2 separate regions of the Oryctolagus cuniculus genome follow, and region 2 is linked to region 1. The links are chromatin contacts, called in public Micro-C maps. All regions are on one chromosome and are shown on one strand. Each heading gives the region's core, a stretch centred on a gene start, on an enhancer-like site or on the middle of the called end of the contact. The rest is flanking DNA. Distances are from core to core; before and after follow the strand shown.

What was found. Hi-C and Micro-C count contacts between places; a contact is called where the count stands out from the background.
Region 2: a contact with region 1 is called in a Micro-C map of ear pinna, with 5 times the contacts expected there. The contact joins the promoter of ORMDL1 here to the promoter of HIBCH in region 1. A contact is called at or near these places in 2 of 6 Hi-C or Micro-C datasets (ear pinna and skin fibroblasts).

Annotation. Positions count from the first base shown.
Region 1 is chr3:50,038,673-50,041,689 of mOryCun1.1, forward strand. It overlaps HIBCH (3-hydroxyisobutyryl-CoA hydrolase), which reads left to right and starts at 1,545. Exons shown (of 14, transcript XM_002712340.5): 1 at 1,545-1,787. The coding sequence starts at 1,753.
Region 2 is chr3:50,572,719-50,575,480 of mOryCun1.1, forward strand. ORMDL1 (ORMDL sphingolipid biosynthesis regulator 1) reads left to right here and starts at 1,437. Exons shown (of 5, transcript XR_011387200.1): 1 at 1,437-1,594. PMS1 (PMS1 homolog 1, mismatch repair system component) reads right to left here. Exons shown (of 14, transcript XM_008258829.4): 2 at 432-554.

The DNA of each region.
Region 1 (3,017 bases), core at 295-2,794:
ACTCCTGAATTCTTCCCTGAACCCTTTCTTTCTGATGAACAATACTGTAGCAATGATGAGATGTTTACTGATGAAATCACCTTATGTGAGACAACTGGGTGAATCCTGAAGTAGACAAACAAACTTCTTAACAATGGTTGCAGCAGTTGAGTTAAATCTTAATTTCATTTAAGAGTAAGCTACTGGAGTTGGGCATTGTGGCATAGTGGGCTAAGCCCATGTCTGCAATGCCAGCATCCCATATAGGCACTAGTTTGAGTCCTGGCTGCTCCACTTCTGATCCAACTCTCTGCTATGGCCTGGGAAAGCAGTAGAGCATGGCATAGGTCCTTGGGCCCCTGTGCCCATGTGGGAGACCTGGAGGAAGCTCCAGTCTCCTGGCTTCAGATAGGCACAGCTCCGGCTGTTGCAGCCAACTGGGGAGTGAACCAGAGGATGATGGAAGACACCCCCCCCCCGGCCTCTTCTTCTCTCTGTGTAACTGACTTCAAATAAATAAATACATCTTTTTTTTATTTTTTCTTTTTCTTTTTTTTTTTTCTTTGACAGGCAGAGTGGACAGTGAGAGGGAGACAGAGAGAAAGGTCTTCCTTTTGCCGTTGGTTCACCCTCCAATGGCCGCCGCGGCCGGCGCGCTGCAGCCGGCGCACCGCGCTGATCCGATGGCAGGAGCCAGGAGCCAGGTGCTTCTCCTGGTCTCCCATGTGGGTGCAGGGCCCAAGCACCTGGGCCATCCTCCACTGCACTCCCTGGCCACAGCAGAGAGCTGGCCTGGAAGAGGGGCAACCGGGACAGAATCCGGCGCCCCAAGCGGGACTAGAACCCGGTGTGCCGGCGCCGCTAGGCGGAGGATTAGCCTAGTGAGCTGCGGCGCCGGCCCTTTTTTTTTTTTTTAAAAAAGGAGTGTTTGGCCAGCACTGCGGCTCACTAGGCTAATCCTCCGCCTCATGCCTCCAAGGCATGGCTCCTATGAAGGCCTGCCAGCACCCCAGGTTCTAGTCCCGGTTGGGGCGCTGGATTCTGTCCTGGTTGCTCCTCTTCCAGTCCAGCTCTCTGCTGTGGCCTTGGAAGGCAGTGGAGGATGGCCCAAATGCTTGGGCCGCTGCAACTGCGTGGGAGACCAGGAAGAGGCTCCTGGCTCCTGGTTTTGGATTGGCACATCTCTGGCCATTGTGGCCAGTTGGAGGGTGAACCAGCGGATGGAAGATCTCTCTCTGCCTTTCCTTCTCTCTCTGTAACTCTGAATTTCAAATAAATAAATTTTTTTAAAAAACGTCTACATTGTCAAATAAGTTATTAAAATTCCAGAAAAAGTCTTGGCATCAATCCAAGCTAGTCAAATTTTCAGGCAAGCTTTGACGTTTCCGACAGCAGCCTCTAGAGGGCAATCTCGTTTGCTGTTAATCAGCCCAAGTCCGCACTCCCTTCTCTCCCCTCTCTCCGCCTTCACTCTGGCCCCGCCTCCGAGCATGCCTCCGCCCCTATAGGGTCCCGCCCCCAAAGGACCCCGCCCCCATAGGGCCCCACCCCTGGCCCATCGCCCTCCCCCGCCCTCACTGCGTTTCCTCCAGCACTGGTTCTTGCCCCGCCTCTCAGCGCCCCGTACCGGAAAAGCCACCATAGGCCGCTCTGGCCTCTTGGAGGACTGATCATCGGTGTCCTGGGCGGTGCAGGAGCGGTGGGCGGGTCTGACGTGAGGAGATTTTTGGGTTCCCCCTGCTCCCTGAGTTTTGGCCTCGGAGTCCTTTGGCCATGGGACAGCAGGATGTGTGTAGGCTCCTGTGGAGGTGAGTGAAGGAGCGAGCGGCCGAGGGCTTGCTCGTCTGCTGCGCTCGACGGGGTGGGGGAAAAGGGCAGCGTGGAGACTGTGTGGGGTCGCTGTGGGGGTCGTAGCTCTGGGATCCGAGCCCCGGCCGTCCCCAAGCCCTCGCATAGCCCGCCTCTTCCGGGTTGCGGCTTTTCGCCCTCCGGCACCTTGTTTGCCGCAACTGCACGGTTTTCTGCCGTCCTGGCTGTTAGCCTGGACCTCCCATTTCTGTCCTTTGGCCCTGACTTCTTCCTTTCTTGGGCCTCGGATGCGGTCGCGACCCGTTGCGTGGCATGATTTGTGCCCCCACAGACACGCGCTGCAGCCGAGCTGACTTCGTTGCCCGGCTTTGCCCGGTGGCTGCAGCGTTGGCGCAGGCGTCGGGAACTTCGGCCAGTGTTGCGGAGTGAGGTGCAGACGCTGGGCTGAACTTTCTGAAGGCGCTGCTCACCACAGCCTGGGCTTAGCAAAAGAAAACTGGTAGCAGTCGTTTTGGGAAGCTGGGTTGCGTGAGCCTTGAAGCCTGCCCCGCCAGCCCGCGTGCAACGCCAGGGAGCACTGTGCCCAATTGGAGGGAGAACTGAGCTTAGAATTACTGTGCCCTTTGCGCCTGAACCGGTTGCCTTAGGGCTTTACTGCAGAGGGTCAGGGTGTTTTTTTAACAGTTTCTGTTTTAGGGGAAAACGTCTAGCTGTGTAACATTGTATCCGCAGACCTGGTTCCCTGATGTTTGTTATTCTTTGGTGTTTCTTTTCTTAAAAAAAACCAAAAAACAAAAAACAAAAAACTTTATACTTTTAAAATTAGTTGTGCACCTGTTGCTAGCTCATGGAAATCAGTACCTGTAATTATTGCTTGTTTGATCTTTTTAGCAAGTACCGAAGTGTTTGAGAAATAAATTGGAAGAGCATGTTTGTTAATCAAGTTAACTGAGTTGGGGAAGATCTGGTAATAACCACAGTTCACTTTGGCTTTATTCCACCCCACGTTTCAAGATGTGGACTGAATAGGCGAAGGCTGGGATGGATTTTAGATTTCTGATGCCTTTTCCAAGTCTCTTGGAGTGGACATTAACCTAGCAAAGCAGAGAGCTGAGGCCAAGGTTGTCCAGTCTGAAACAGCCTAACCCACAGATGTAGAAGGGAGCAGGGTACCACGGAGGATCCTGAGGGAAATGGGTCTCTCTCTGTGCTGTGGTTGACACTGTTGG
Region 2 (2,762 bases), core at 187-2,686, 530 kb after region 1:
AATCTCATCCTATCATCTTCCAAAGGCACCCTGTCAGTCATACTACACACTTCTCTCTCTCACTGTGACGGCATTCACTCATTCCTTGGCTCACACAGTTCCCTCTAGGATGACTTCTGACCACCTTCCACAGCTGGTTCAAGTGTCATCTCCTCAGGGAAGCCTTTCTTCTCTGCTCCCACCTCTCCCTTCCATAGCCCCCATAGATGGCATTCCTTTCTGTCCCCCACTAAACCTTTTCCTTATTTTGAATCCAAAACTCACCATGGGTTACTCTATTTGTCTATTCCTTCCCCTTGGCTCAGAAACATCTGAAGACTGGGATTTTATATTAACCACATATCCCTAACATAATCCTGGAATACAGCATTCTTCTGAGCGTGTCCCCAATGATCTCTTTTGAATAGTGGAAAGGTTAATGTCATGCTTACAAATGCCAGCACAGAATGTCTGAAAATGCCAGGATCATCAGCCTTCCACATTTGCCAAGAGGAAAATGGAACACTCCTGCAAGGATCCTGATGACCAGGAAAGTCAGGTAAAGACAAGAGTACCTAAAAGAGAAACAGCCATCAGAGAGCTCACAAGTTGTGGGGAGATCACAGACAAACTTAAATGAGCAGAATAAATATAATCCAATTATTTTCATAGAACATAGAAGACATCTAGATGTATCAATTTATTAATGTTTTTGCGTTACTTCAGCAATAAAAATCACAAATTTTTTTTGTAACGTCAAAGTAAAGAAAATCTGATTTTATGATTTCAAAAACTCTATAGTCAAGCCTTTTCTGTTCTCAATATAAATTTTTGGCATGCTCGGGATGTAACACAGGGTGCTTATCTTCAATGTACGGGAAAAACCTAGATTGACATCAGTAAAAATCGTGATTGACGGAAAAGTTTGCAAGTGCCCCTTAAAAATGATGCCACAATATATAATACCATAAAGCCCCACACTCACTCTCAAGATTAACATTTCTGCCTGGAAAACAACTTTGCAGTTCCGTACCCAGAAGGGTCTGCGACAAAGGCCACAGAACACTAACCAGCTCAGACCTGTTCAGCGAATGCTACCCACGAGTGCGCGCCCGCGAGCCTGGTTTCACCTTCCCGCCCCCGGCAGGCGCCCACCGTAGGCGGCGGCGCTAGTGCTAGCACTCGGACTGGGACGCGTTGTGGGGAGAGGCCCTCAAGACTACGGGAATGTAAGAATGCACGCCCGTTATCCACACGACAGTACCTTCCTGCTCGCCCGAGGCAGGAAATCACCGTCCACTAGCAGAGAGCCGGCGGCGTCCCACCTGGAGCCCAGGCCCGGCCACGCGGGAAACAGCCCCCTTCGCTCCCAGCGCGCTTGCGTGCGGAGGGGCGGGGCGGGCACCCGGCGCGCGGCACTTGGTCCCGCCCTGCCAGGGTTAACGTGGGATTGGCGCTGCTCGTAGCCAATCGCCTGGCAGCAAGGTCAGCCCTGAAGGCTTCCGCAAGCTGCGCAGCGCCAGAGCCGGTCACTGGCTTTCGGAGAGTGAGGCTACGCTGCCTTCGGCACCAGGCTGGTCTTTGCGCCGTGCCGGCCGCCAGCAGTAGGCGGCGGGTAAGTGGCACGGTCGCGGCTGGGACGGGGCTGCGGCCTTTGTTGGTGGACAGCTGCCGGCGGACAACGGTGTGCCTCAGGCAAAGCGCTGGCTGCGGCTGCGTCCATGGTGCTGTGTCTGGCCGTGCGGGCCAGGTAACCCCCGAGGCTCGCCCCCGGGTTCCGGTCACGGTGCCACGAACCTGATGGGCTGTGCGGCCGCGAGGGCGAAGGGGCGGTGGGGGAGGCGCTGCGGCAGCGGCAGCCGCCGCTTTTGCGGAGTTTCCCCTGACCGGGAGGCAGTCTGGGGCTGCCCGGCCGCGGGGGACTCCCCTAGAGGGGGCCGCTGCGGTCGCGACTTCAAAGGCGCCGGCGAGGCCCAGCGAGAGCCTCCGGTCTGCCTGTAGAGCCATTGTTTGCGCGTCCTGGAGCGGGCGCAGACCTGCTGGGGAGGGGTGTCTGGACCTCGATAAGTACCACGCCTGCTCTGCCTTCCAGCTCGTGTAAATTTTGGGCCTTTCGAGCATTTATTTTTTTTTTCCAGCCTGTGGCAAGTGGAAAAACGATCTTGAGTGATGGCATGTTCTTACTCTAATTTATGGCGTTAAAAACAAGTATGGAATATTCAGTGTAAATTTGAGACTTTTGCTTTATCGTACTAAAACTTTCATCACCGTAAACCTTGATGCCTGTTCCTTAGATCTTCAGAGGTGAAGGGGACGTTATCTTCCGGAAACACTTGCTGGATGGGTTGAGACATTGCTCTCTCTATGCTAGTAACTACATAACAGAAAGGGTTTAGGTGTTTTTACATCGGAGCTGTCCCATGTGTCATCCAGCTCCGTTTTTCCCCTCCCCAGGATGGTAAGTCAGGTTTATTTTGTTTAAGGAATTCTTAAACCCAAGTAAATACCGCCATGAAATAACTGGAAACCTACCACTTCCTCTTTGGTGTTCATCTTGAAGGTAAAGAGGAAAGGAAAACACTTTAAAAAGAAAAAACTATAGAGGAGTTGACTAGAGAAATATTCAGAAGAAAGATTCATTCATTGCTTTATCTAGTTGTGTCACACCCTGAGAAACAAACTTTATCCCTTGGCAATGTAAATTTTACACCAAGTTATGTCAAAGCATGTTGCTCCCAGATTCAGTATTCAATAAGGAATGATTTGAACTCTACCTGCATTAG